4 separate regions of the Gossypium hirsutum genome follow, and regions 2, 3 and 4 are each linked to region 1. Evidence: chromatin contacts called from public Hi-C data. All regions are on one chromosome and are shown on one strand. Each heading gives the region's core, a stretch centred on a gene start, on an enhancer-like site or on the middle of the called end of the contact. The rest is flanking DNA. Distances are from core to core; before and after follow the strand shown. Region 1 holds the start of LOC107913402 (zinc-finger homeodomain protein 2). Region 2 holds the start of LOC107913376. Region 3 holds the start of LOC107913396 (IMPACT family member in pol 5'region). Region 4 holds the start of LOC107913398 (IST1 homolog).

Region 1 (3,399 bases), core at 612-3,111:
AGTGTGCAACAAGGAAAGCAAAGTGCATTTGGGTGGAGGAAAGAAGGATCAAAAAGTGCATTCATTGATGATGCCATGCCATTATATGTTTCAAACTCAAGCTCAAACCCCCTCATTTCCCCTTCCTTCCTCTCACTTTTTCCCAAGCACATATATCAATGTTAGCGCGGCATGAAGATTTCCCTAAACAAAAAAGTTTGATTAGAAGCAAAAGATCTCATGCAAAGGACCATTAACTCTGAAATTGCAGATAAACTCACGTACAAAGGATATGTTCAATATATCATACAAGGAAAATCATGGTTAATCCAATTCCTTGCTTCTTATCTCGGTTAATTACACAAAGAAGATCTTACTCGTGAGAAGCTCATAATCCATCCCCATGCTCATAAACCTGTTAAAGCTCTTCCATGTTCACGCCTCTTGCATTGTATTGCATTGCATGTCTCCACTTTGCCTCAATGCACCATTATCTAAACCCATTTTCACATTAAAATAGAGCTTTGATATGCAACAAAATCAAAGATATTAGAACTAAAAAATCTTCATCTCATTAGAGCTAAAATTAAGTAGCCATTAACATTATGTAACAATATTAATATTAGTAACCTACCCTTCAACATCATAATAACTACAAAAGTACCAAATGTTAACCCGCCCCCACCCCCAAAGTAACCCTAAAAAATCTAACTAAAATCCCCCCAAGTTTTTCTTTTCTCATTTTTGTTTTCCACTCACTCTAAACCGTGAAGAAGGTGTTTCTAGGGTTTCTTACCAAGAGTGTTCTTGTTATTATGCATCCAAACTTTGAAGACATGCCTTTTGACCCCAGTTTCGTTGCAGAACTGTTGAACAATCGCTTCATCTTGTTTCTGAATCCGCCACCCTAACCTCTCAGCCAAAGCCAACATCTTCTCCTTTTGTTCCTGCGTGAACTTTGTTCGAAACCTCTTCCTCGAACTCCCTTGATTCGAAACATCATCTTGATCTTCCCTGCTGTGTCCTCCGACGCCTCCTGATATCGATGGTAGGGCTAACGGCCTTTGCTGTCCAGCCATGTGGAGGCACCCCGTTGGGGGTCTAAAGTAAGGAGTGAATTGCGGTGGTTGGTGGTGGGGGTGGTGGAAGTAGAGGTCCGTCATGGGGACGGAGTGTGGGGAACCCAGCTCCGTTTCCTTACGGTGGAAGTTCCGGTGGCAGTTACAAGCTGCGCATTTGAGAGCATCGAGGGTACCTTCGGTTCCAGCTGGCATGAACTCACCGCAACCGTCGACGGCGTGACCGCCGATTCCCACCGCGTGGTTCTTCAAGCACTCTCTATACCTTGGTTTCCTCTGCTGCTGTTGCTGCTGCTGACCCGTTGGAGTTATCGAACCCGGTTCGACACCTGACATTTTGACTCGAGATGAGTTTGCAAGCGGGTCATAACTCGGTGCCAAACCCATCTCTTCTTCTTGCTCCTCTTGATCCTCAAACTCCATTTCTCCCACCAAAGACAAAAATTTACCCCCCGCAAAAAAGAGATTTTTATAAAAAGAAAAAGCGCCCTTTTCTTCACTAATAGAGACGAAAAAAAAGATAAGAGGAGCAAGACAGTGTGACCATAATTTTTTTTTCCCCTTGAACCTGTCTTTTTATCTGCAAAAGAAGCAGTTTTCTTCTCTCTTTTCTTTTCTTTTTTTTTTTACCAAGGATCCTTCTTGATCACTCTCCCGTTCCAAAACAAATATCTGTTAACTCCTCATCTCATTTATTTATGTGTTGATTTGTTTTTTGTTTTTTTTTTACTGAACTGTAAAATACATTGGGCTGGTTTATAAGAATTAGAGAGGGTACAGTGAAGATAGCAGGGCTGGGGTTTGTCCACTGTTGGGTACAGTCTGCAAAGCGGACAAAATAAAGGAATCCAACGCTTCACGCGCCAACCACGCTCTTCTCTCAACACTGAAACTTACGTTATTTATTTTGGATTGGAATGGGACCCTTTCAGATGGTGTTGTACTCTCGCGTAATCTCGTTACGGAAAGGTGGGACATGAAAGTGAGGTCAGGTGGCGCGTGAGGCGGCGCGTAAAGAGATAGTACGGGGGTTGCAGAAGATGGGGGACACGGAATTACTTGGGGAAGCAATAAATTGTCGGTATTAAAAGCGAAGCTTGGGCACGACGTCTTACGTGTGTGCCAAAGTTTCCGACATAAGTGGTGACGCGGTGTTGGCGTCAACATGTAATTAATTTTCCCGCTAGGTTCTGTAAGAGAGAGAGAAAATTAAGGACAGAGAGGGCAATAGTAGGAGCTTAAATATGGTTATTAATACTCTCCTCTGATTCGCGTGCAAGGAACGTGCTAGTAACTCATTAGTGCGGCGGTTTGTGTTTCGAGGTCAAGTGTCTTTGCCAAACCCAAACCATGCAGGCATGGCATGCACACAATAGGGTGATTGGGGGAGATGTTCTTTTTCTGACTATTGCTTTTTCTTTCCACAAAATTTCAAATAGAAATAGTGTTAGTAAAAAGCCGATTAGAAAATTTTCGGTCCAGAATTTAATTTGAATATAAAATCATAAGAAATCTACTGCTTTTCTATTGGTTCAAAATAGCCTAATGTGTACATATATATTGAGAATTCGGGATAAAAATCAAGAGGCCACAAGCTGTTTGACATTAATAATTAATGATTCCCCTTCCAATTCCACCCAAAATTAATGTCATATATATATTTAAAAATATAGATATTATCTTTAAAAGATATAGAAATTAAATAAAAAATTGAAAATGTTCCACTTGTTAAACATTGATTTATAGTTAATTTATCCTATTTCAACATTTTCATTTTTATTTAATTTCTATATCTTTAAAGATAATATCTATGTTTTTAAATTTCAATTAAATGATTTATAGTTAATCATCCATTAATTTAACTTAAATAAATTTCTATTTATTTAATATAGCTTTTATATTATCTAGGTTAGTTTTTATTTTAATAATTAAATATTACCCATACTTAGTTTTTAAGTTAATTTTATGTTTAAAAATACATATTTTCTTAATTAAACATAAATTTAAAATTTAAATAAATATAAATTTAAGTTGTTAATTTATCGATTTTATCGAATTAAATTTATGAAAAGATTATTAGAGATTATATTAATATTTTTACTAAAAGTGGTTCGAATCTTAGTAAATGTACTTAGACATTAATAAGCAAAAACCTTTTAAGTATAAAAATACGTAAGTGCTTTTATTTTTATTTTTTTAATTTTTAAAATTTTTTGATAGAATTAATGTTAGGAAAAATAACTCTAGGACTTGTTCAAGTTAAATATTTACATCCAAGTATTTTTTTAGCATTTTCCATAAATATTTACATACGCCCATCAATATTTTAAATAATAAGGTG
Region 2 (3,399 bases), core at 246-2,745, 450 kb after region 1:
TATTTCTAATTGAATATTTAAAATCTTCAGAAAAAAATAATTACACAAAGATATAATTTGAAATAAAACACATAGAAAAATTAAAATACTATTATTTAAAATAATTTTAAATTTTTTTGGGTACATGATTACTGATTATTTTTTAATTTATATATTAAAAATTTTCTTATATAATTGTAAAAGAGATAGTATTAATTTTAAAATATTGAATTAATTATCACTATAGTTTAGGATTTTTGGTTTAAGGTATATGATTTATTTAAGATTTAAGGCCGGTTTAGGAGTTACTATTTTAAGGTTTAGGGAGCATGGATTTAGGGATTATGGATTAGGGATTGTGGTTTAAGGGTTGGGATTTAAGGTTTAGGGGTTAGGGGTTTGGTTGTTAAGAGCTAGGGATTTAAGGTTTAGGGATTCATGGGTCGGGTTAGGGTTTTGGGTTTAGATTAATTATTTTTTAATTTATATTTTAAATATGTTTTTAATTTATATATTAAATAATTTCATATATAATTGAAAAAGATAAGATAGTATTAATTTTAAAATATTTAATTAATTTTCATAATAGTTTAGGTTTATATGATTTATAGTATATGGTTAATTTAAGATTTAAGGCCAGTTTAAGAGTTACTATTTTAAGATTTGGGGATTATATATGGATTTAGGGATTATGGTTTAAGGTTTGAGATTTAGGGGTTAGGGGTAAAGAGTTAGGGGTTAGGGGTTAAGAGTTAGGGATTTAGGGTTTCAAAGGTCGGGTTAAGGTTTAGGGTTTAGATTAATTAGTTTTTTTAATTTGTATATTAAATATGTCCTTATATAATTGTAAAATATATAATAATAAATTTAATATATTGAAATTATGAGTATAGTTTATATTATTTCAGAGATATATAATAGATAGACTTTATGTATATTGAATGGTTAATTTAGGGTTTAAGGTTTATTTGAGATTTGTTAAATGATACAATTTTATACAATTAATTAATGCTTTTATATTTAAAAATATTTAATCTAAACCATTTGATATATTTGATATGGATATATACGTAATTATTTAATTTGGATAGGACCAAATTATAAGAAAAATAAAATACAAAAATAAAAAATGAAATAAAAAACTAAAATTTATAATTTTTCTAATTCTTTTAAACATTACTTAAAATTTTAATAATTTTTTATGTAAAATTTATATGAAAGATACAATAATTGAATATAAAAAAATATGCGAGCTTTAGTGGCGTTTTCAGCAAAAAAACGCCATTACTATGTATTAAAATTTCTCAAAACGGCGCCGTTTAAATAAAATAATTTAAAATTTTTAGTGACGTTTTCAAGAAAAACGCCGCAAAAAATAGACATTACCGGCGTTTTAATAAAAAACGCCGTAAACATATACTGCAATTTTTCAAAACGGTGTCATTTCAGTTTAGGTAGTGACGTTTTTTCTTTAAAACGCCGCAAATATAGAAGCAAATAACAGGTAATCAAAATCCCGCTCACTCCTAAAAAAAAATTTTGGTTACCCGCTCATTACTCCCTCTTCTTCTCATCTCCGTCGTGCGCCCTAAATTCCCCAAATAAAAGTTTGTTTTTCTTCAGCTGAAATCCCCCAAATTTCCCATTTCCAACAACAGACTTCAAGGAAGAAAACCAGAAGATGGGATGGAATCACCAAACATATCCCTGGAAGAAATGATGAAACTGATAGAAGGGTTTGTTGATATCCTGGTTTTGTCTTCTGGGTATCAATCCTCTGGTCTTCCCACTCACTGGGACTCTGATAACATCAAGCGAGGCTTTCAATGGGCCCTCTTCTTTGAAAATGTTTATCAAGAGTCTATTCAGGAGCTTGATGCAGCTCTGTCCAAAATGACATCGCATCCGTCCTTTCCTCAGGTTCTGGTCTTTATATATGCTGCTTTCTTATTTACTAATTGTTACTCTTAGAAAGGCAAGAAGTTTTTTGTCGGAACACTTGCTCCATAATTTACCATTGAGGGATTCACATCTAAGAGCTGTTATTATAGTAATTGTGGAGATGGATCTTAGTGACCTTTCGCAGACAGAGCATGACTGTCTCAATGCATATTTGAATAATTTGACACTACAAAGCAGGATTTGTATGAGGGATACCAGTACATCATCTCCAGATTTGACTCCGACTGTTCAAACCGAAAAGTCTGGTATTGATAATTTTACTAAAATTGCTCTTCATGAACTCTTCAGGAGACAATTTTCTGTGTCATGCGTTTCAGTTATTGAGGAAGAATTGGATTTTCTTTCTAATGCCATGAGACATAGCAGTCGGACTGACTCTGACTCCAGCCTATTTAGGGAGCAAATGAATCATGAAATAGTTCCAGCTTTGTTGCGGTAGGTAACAATATTTATTGCTAGTGATTCCTAGTTGGAAATCATGGAAGTAGAGAAATATGAATGGCGAATCATAGTTTGTAAAAGGTGATGGAATCTGTTTAAGTTCTTAACATCACCCTTTTAGAGTCTAAAAAGGCCATCCTATTGTTTTCTTTGTAACTCATGGATCTCCCTAGTTTATATTTCAACTAGCAATTTTCTGATGTGGTATTTGCAGTCTGCAAGATTCTTTAACAGATCAAATGCTTACTATTTATGACTTTCCATAAAGTCTGAGCCAATGCACAATGGAAAAAGGTGTTTGGGCAGGTGCACATTTCTGACAAAAGTAGAAAAAATGATCTGCACCAGGCAATCGTAAGTTCGTTCTACTTGATATAAATAGTAATGATGGAAGCTTGCTTTACCATGGTTGATGTGTATCCTAGCAGTGAGTGTACCATGGTTGTGCATGGCAATTACTTGTCTAGTTCTAGCACTTTATTTATTCTATGTTTTTTGGCCGTCATGTCATGTGTCCATCTAATATAGCTATGATAGATTTTAAAGCCTGGGAAGTATGAAGTTTTGGTATGCTATGGTCTGCATTATTTTCCTCTTGCATATTTGGACTTTGAATGTACATTGGTAACTTAGACAGTATTGAGAGAAAAAAGAGAAAAAGTAAAGCTTAGAAGCAGAGTGTCAGTGTCACGAAAACACAAATGGGGGGAGAAGATGGATGCTGTTTGTTTTTAGTCTCTCTATCATTCATTTTACTTTTATGCCTTTTTTTTAACATTGCATTTATTATTCAGAAAAATAATCAATCTAAAGAGTAATATAGGGACTTGAATTTTGTAGTTTATTTTAATTTGGTCTTCGAACTTTTTTATCCATATTTGTTTTAGACTTGATATTTTCTAAATTTTGGTTTGTGATTATATGATACTTTTTTTATTCATATCAGTCCCTAACATGGATTAAATCAATCTATTGACCCTTGATTTACTGACTTATTGCAAAAATGTAGATTGCTAT
Region 3 (3,399 bases), core at 228-2,727, 370 kb before region 1:
GAGGTGGTATTCACATAATCTGGGATCCAAATCACAGCATCTGTAATCCTTAGTTTACAACCTACTTTGTAACATGCTGGTTCCAGAAAATGATTCATTCGAGGTCACAATATGACTCAGATGAACTGAAACTAACACTTACAAATAGACATGAAAAAATTGACTTGTTACTAAAGGGACATGTCACTAGAGAAACAAGCAAGCGGCATCCAAGGATGTTACAATCATTATTCATACACATCCTAATGGTGATAATCAGATGAGAAACTACAACCACACACATTCCAATCATGCTAATCGGATCAGAAACTAAATTACATAACCAACACAATCTGACGGCGATAAGCCAATAATTGGATGAGAAACCACATTAAGAGAAATTTATATAAAAGAAGCATAAAATTTTTCTACTTTTTATTTGTAAACATTATATGCAAACAACTAACAGACACTAAACACTAACCATAAAATATCAATTTACTTGGCATTTAGAAGGACTAATTTAAACAGGGAAAAAATTGCTCACTTGATGGTATAGAACTCCCAAAAGATCGAAAGGAACCTCCACTCCCATTGGAACCTTCAAAAATTCCAATCAAATATCAACATTTCCAAATATTAAAATCATAAAATTTAAAAATTAAAATTGTCATACATAGATTATTTCCATTCTTACTTTAGATTTTACAAGACAAGTTGGAGCATTTCTCAAGCATTCCGAGGCCACTCCACCATAAGCCCTAACAAGTCCTCCCGTTCCCAATTTAATTCCCCCAAAATACCTGAAATTTATTTGAAGATTCATGTTATTTGTCCCTTCAATTTTGATCATGGCAATATATGTCAAAAGTAAATAAATATACCTAATAACGACCACCATGATTCTGTCTAAACCTGAAGAAACAATTGCAGAATGAATCGGCTTCCCCGCCGTTCCAGAAGGTTCGCCGTCATCATTCGACCGATACTGATCCCCAACCTATTAAACTTTTGATAGGTCAATTATGAGGTAAGATGAATGAGATGATAGAAAAGCGTGGTGTCATATTAGATTACCTTGTAAGCCCAACAATTGTGAGTGGCACGCGGATCCTTGACTTGGTTGAGGAAAGAGTGAGCGGACTGCTCGTTAGAGATGGGACCAGCGATGGCGATGAATTTGCTCTTTTTTATTTCTTTTTCGAATGTTACTGTTTCTTTAATGGTGGTGAAGGCGCCTGCGTTGCTGGGGGTGCCGGAGCTGCTGGCGGTAGTGACCATTGGTTTTTTGGCGGTGTAGAGGGCGGAAATTGAGGCGGAGAGGCAGTGGTTGACCTTGTGGCAGTAGCGATAGCCAGGTGTTGTTATTACAACTGGCATTTGCTTGTTTTTGGTTCTTTTCGTTTCAATAAAATCAGTGACAAACAAGCCTTTTTCGTACTCCGGCAGCCGTTTCAAAAGGTAGTCCACTCGTATTTAAACGAGACGTTGCAACAACCATTTTACTATTTTTCTTATTAAAATTTAATCTATATATTTTTATTTTTCGAAATTTAGTTCCTCTATTAAGCGAGTTTTTTTATTTTAAAATATTACACTAATAAATTTAATAAACAATTAATAACAATTAATTTGAATGTAATAAAAAATTAATACAATTTTATCTAATTATTCTAGTGTATATTTGTTGGGTTATTCACTCTTTAATATTTAATATATGCTCATTATTATCATTTGTTGGTAATTGATCAAGTTAATCATCATCTGAATTTTAATCTACATCATTAATATTATCAAGATATTCTTTTTTCATGTACTTTTCGAAGCACATGGATCATCTCAATTCCACTTAATGATTGAAGTTATGAAATAAGCAACATGTTAGTACCATACAACCTTTTTTTTATATTATAATAAGGTGATGTTAATAGCGGAAATATTTTTTTAGATCAACAAATTTCTTCTCAATCACATTTCGAAGCCTTGAATATCTCAAATTAAAGAGTTTGTAAGCTGTTCAAAGTGCTACCAACGACATGTCCTTAATCTAATTGTAATAAGGAGGCAACCATTATAACATTTATAAGGATTTTGAATTTCTTGGGTTAGTATGGAATATATATATATTTATATAAGATAAATTTTTAGATTTTTGTGCAAATAAACAAGTGAGATAAGCTATGTATACAATGATAAGATCACTTTAAATTTTGGAGATTTTCACCTCCTATTTAAGAATATTGTTTAAAGATTGAGTTAGGTAAGGGTTTCTAAACAGACCTTGACATATATAGATGTCAATATTTATTTAAATTTTCGAGATTTTCTTTAAAGATAGTCTAAGATTTAGTTTTGTAGGATTTTAAAAGAACCTTGAGTGTGGAAATTGGTTTAAATATTAAAATGCTACAAAAACACATAAACAAGGGTTTTAAATTTTTTACTGTGAGTTCAACACCCAAGAATGTTAAAGGTACTTGTAATCGTTACCCTGTTTCCAATGAACTTGCGGATGCAAGAGATACAAGGGGCCCTAACACCTGTAATATGTATTAATTTGATATTTAATAGTTATTAATACCTTTATTACGTTTTGTTTTTAAAATTTAACTTGTTTTGATATTTTGATGGGATATATAAATTTATCTGTTAAAAATATTTGTTTGGTACACGAAAAGTTACCTTTATTAATTTTATAATCTATAATACATATCTATAGTTAGAAACAATCCCAAATGGATCTCTTTAAACACCTGTCCAAACTTAATGTAGTGACATTGGGTTTTTGTTTCAAGCGGATGAAAAATTACAAATTAAGTTGAAGCAAATATTTATAATTTAAGTTATGATAATAAATAATTAGAAATATGAGATTTTTAAACTTTGTACACAAAATTGGAAGAGTAATAAATTACGAATAAATAAATATTGTTATGAATATCTTATTAAGTGGATGTCCATCATGATCAAGATAAACTTTTAATGTACTTTAAATTCTAATAGCTATTAGAATTAATCTCTATTTCTTTTATACTTCTTATGTCTATAAATAGAGACTCTGATGAAGCATTGTAATCACCCTTTTTATCAATAAAGGACATTCTCTATTGCTTTCATATTTCCTTTGTTCTTTATTCTCTCCATCTCTCTTTATTTTATAACACGTTATCAGCGTGATCTGAAAGATTATTTGCTACATATATGGCTTTTGCCTAAAATATTTTATTTTTGTTAATATTCTTTGAGGAAGGATATGAGAATGTTGTAATAAACTCTATCATTATATATAGAAAGAATTTATCTTATTTAGCACTAAAACAAACAAATATTATTTTAATATTTGATAGTACAAAATTAGACGAAAGTTTTAGAAGAGCTAATATATTAATATTTTATGATGGTTAATCCATTGGTTTTAAA
Region 4 (3,399 bases), core at 483-2,982, 330 kb before region 1:
ATATTAAGAAAAAAAATTTAAAAATTGATTCGACAACTTATGATTTGAGAAATATAAGCCCAATCCAAATCGAATGGTATTTTTTATTTAATTTATGATTATTTTAATTTTATATGATGTAAAAATAAATATTTTATATTAAAATGGTGAAAATAACTTAAAAGTTTTATTTTAAAAAATACTTTTTAAAAAATAATATATAAAAGTTGTTGATTTTTTTATTACTTGAAAATTGTTTTTTTAGAAATAATCATAAAAAAGACTTTAAAACTTATCAAATAATAGCCAAAAATATAAAGCAAAGCTCATTTGTTAAAATAAATCCAAAAATTCAAAATTTAAGAATCAATAAGGAAAAACCAAAAACCAAACTAAATTGAATTATGATGATGAATTCGCAAAAGTCCAAAAGAATTGACGAATCAAACCGTGAGCACCCCTAACTTTTTGTGTCATTTTATATTTTAACAAGCTAATTAGCTAGAATAGATAATCCATACATTTAAATAGGATGAGACTCGAACATGTGATCTCAAAGTTCTCAGAAACCTCATTGGAAATGCATCTAATGTTAGAATATGCCATAAATCCTTGCATTATTCATATATTTGAGGTTTAATCCATTTACTTTTAATTCTAGGAAATTAGCTCTTCTATTTTTTAGATTTCAAAATTTAAGTATAATCGTAAACACTTTTAAAATTATTTTGTTAAATTTAGGTTCAATACAAACATAATTTTTTAGCTACATTGCTATCAAGTGAGTTTTTTTTTAAATTTTAAAATGTCACATCTATAAATTTAAACAGAATTTATTAGTGTTAACAATTAACCTGGTTTTTGAAATCTAAAAAGCAGAGGAACTAAATTCTTAAAAATCAAAGTATATGGATTAAATTTTTGAACATACCACACTTCTACCCATAACACATTCTCTACGCTTAAATTAAAACTCCTAATTATTGCAATAGCAATTGAATAAAAAAAATCATGTCTAATTCAATTGGCATAATGATTTATTTGACCCTCCAACTTTGTAAAAAAAATTATTTTAGCTCTCCATTTAATTTTTTTACCTCTTTTAGCCATTAAACTTATATTGTTTGTCAAATCACTTCACAATGGATGAAAAAATTAACAAATGTTAATTTTATTGACGTGACATACATGTGGATTGCCATGTGTATGCGATGTTAGCAATAATTAATTTTTTAAAATTAAAAAAATGTTAAAAATATTTTTTACACTTATTTAATAATTTATATATATATTAAAAAAATTTGAATTTTATTTTAAAAATTAATTAATTATTAATGTGGCAGTCCAGAATATGTCATTCCAGTAAAGTTAATAAACACTAACTTTTCCGTCCATTTTAGAAGTGATTTGATAAATAAAGCCAAATTTAAAAACTAAAATGATTTTTTTGGAGGGAGGTCTTATGGTTGGTAATGAAAACATAATAGGAAAATTATAATGAAATCGCAATATTAAAATTCAAACAGTAATTTTGAATGGGGAAACAATTTCAAACACTAAATCTACCAATTGAACCACATAAATAAGAAGTAGGTGTGGCACTTTATTGGGTATTGACTATTTCCAGGCAGTGGACCAACAAAATGTATAATTCTATTTACGAAAAGTAAATGGGTGCAACAAAAACAATCGTGTGGAAATATTCTATCATAGAAAATGACAAAGCCTCCACAAATTGACCAAACTCTCTTTGCCTCGTTCAAACCAAAGGAAAAAAAAACAATCAAAGTTCCAGGCTAGGTCGCAATTCCAATACCCAGATTTTCATTGGAAATAAATAAATCCCAAAACTGACACGTGCTTCATTCACTTTTATTGCAAAACATCACAACAGTCCACCATGTTGTTGGTTTTATAAGCAAATTTTTGTGCTTCTAAACTCTCTTCATTCTGAGGTTACTGAGACAGAAGCATGGGGAGGAAATTGGATGCTTTGCTTGGAAGAAACTTCAAGGCTTCCAAGTTTAAAACTCTGGCCAAGCTTGCTATTTCTCGGATCGGTATCTTGAAGAACCAGCATCAAGTACGGTGTACCCACGCCCGGTCTGATGTGATTGAACTCCTTAACCTCGGTCACCATGAACAGGCCCTTCTTCGTGTAGAGCATTTGATTAGAGAACAGAATATGGTGGATGCATTTACTATCATGGAAACCTACTGTAATTTGTTGATAGAGAGGGTCATGCTGATTCAAAAGAACAAGTAAGTTTGGTTTAATATTTTTCCTCTTGGTTTTATATTAAGTTCTCTGAAATTTGACATGCTTCTCGACCATGTATATAGGGAATGTCCTGATGAGCTTAAAGAGGCAGCATCGACCTTGATGTTTGCATCATCAAGGTGTGGTGAATTCCCTGAGCTTCTTCACATTCGTGGGGTTTTTTCATCGACTTTCGGGAAAGAATTTGTGGTTCGTGCCATTGAATTACGCAACAATTGCAGTGTGAATCCTAAGGTGATACAAAAGCTTTCAACACTGCGGCCAAGCTTAGAAAGCAAGTTAAAATTGCTCAAGGAGATTGCTACTGAAAAGGGTATCACCTTGCATTTGGAGGAAATGGCTGTAGAGGTGAGGAACTTAACTGAGTCAGCCAACGATTTGCCTGTAGGAAAAGACATGGATGAAAGCTTAAGTGAGTCAATGAAAGCAAGGAAAAAGTACAAAGATGTGGCAGATGCTGCTCAAGAGGCTTTCGTATCAGCAGCTTATGCAGCAGCAGCAGCACGAGCAGCTGTGGAGCTCTCAAGAATTGAACCCCAAGACTTTGATTCTCCAAATAATGCCATGGCCCGAAGCGAAGACCTGGAGCTGAATGAAACGGAAGAGACTAGACAAAGTTTATCCAGAGAAAGGACAGTTTCTAGTTCAAGTTCAGATTCGGATGCAGACCTTTCAGGTGAGGAAAGTGATGGGGAGAAGGCAAAAGAGGAGCCACACACACAGCCCCATGAGTTGAGCTATGAGATTACCCAAAGTGATGAAGTCAATAAGGATGAAAGCAAGTTGGGATATCAATCTTCAAAGCTGAAGAACACTGAAAGCTTTGAAGAGCATTTGAATTCACGTAAGAACAAAAAATGGGTGTCGATGAGGACTAGAAGAGATTAGACCATGGGATCTGATTTTTATTTATTTTAATTTGTTAGTGAAATTTTGTTTGTTGCTCTATCTCATCATCATCATTATTATTATTATTATTATTATTATTTGGTTAATATATTTATTTTTTCCTAATACACACAGCTGGACCTGATGAGATTCTTTTATTTGATTTTTACAACATTTCTCAATTTAGGCTCCATTTGTTTTATTGAAAATGGTTTTTGAAAAATGATTTTTAAAAAATGACTTACTTTTCT

The links. Hi-C and Micro-C count contacts between places; a contact is called where the count stands out from the background.
Region 2: a Hi-C map of leaf shows a contact between it and region 1, with 2.1 times the contacts expected there. The contact joins the promoter of LOC107913376 here to the promoter of LOC107913402 in region 1. A contact is called at or near these places in 2 of 34 Hi-C or Micro-C datasets (leaf and petal).
Region 3: a contact with region 1 is called in a Hi-C map of leaf, with 2.2 times the contacts expected there. The contact joins the promoter of LOC107913396 here to the promoter of LOC107913402 in region 1. A contact is called at or near these places in 3 of 34 Hi-C or Micro-C datasets (all in leaf).
Region 4: a contact with region 1 is called in a Hi-C map of leaf, with 1.8 times the contacts expected there. The contact joins the promoter of LOC107913398 here to the promoter of LOC107913402 in region 1. A contact is called at or near these places in 3 of 34 Hi-C or Micro-C datasets (leaf and petal).

Annotation. Positions count from the first base shown.
Region 1 is chrD11:32,374,662-32,378,060 of Gossypium_hirsutum_v2.1, forward strand. LOC107913402 (zinc-finger homeodomain protein 2) reads right to left here and starts at 1,862. Exons shown (of 2, transcript XM_016841974.2): 1 at 776-1,862; 2 at 218-473. The coding sequence starts at 1,481. The coding sequence ends at 415.
Region 2 is chrD11:32,829,439-32,832,837 of Gossypium_hirsutum_v2.1, forward strand. It overlaps LOC107913376, which reads left to right and starts at 1,496. Exons shown (of 3, transcript XR_005920435.1): 1 at 1,496-2,376; 2 at 2,597-2,736.
Region 3 is chrD11:32,006,149-32,009,547 of Gossypium_hirsutum_v2.1, forward strand. LOC107913396 (IMPACT family member in pol 5'region) reads right to left here and starts at 1,478. Exons shown (of 5, transcript XM_041104045.1): 1 at 1,057-1,478; 2 at 864-979; 3 at 677-782; 4 at 527-580. The coding sequence starts at 1,359.
Region 4 is chrD11:32,044,548-32,047,946 of Gossypium_hirsutum_v2.1, forward strand. LOC107913398 (IST1 homolog) reads left to right here and starts at 1,733. Exons shown (of 2, transcript XM_016841965.2): 1 at 1,733-2,241; 2 at 2,323-3,399. The coding sequence starts at 1,952. The coding sequence ends at 3,148.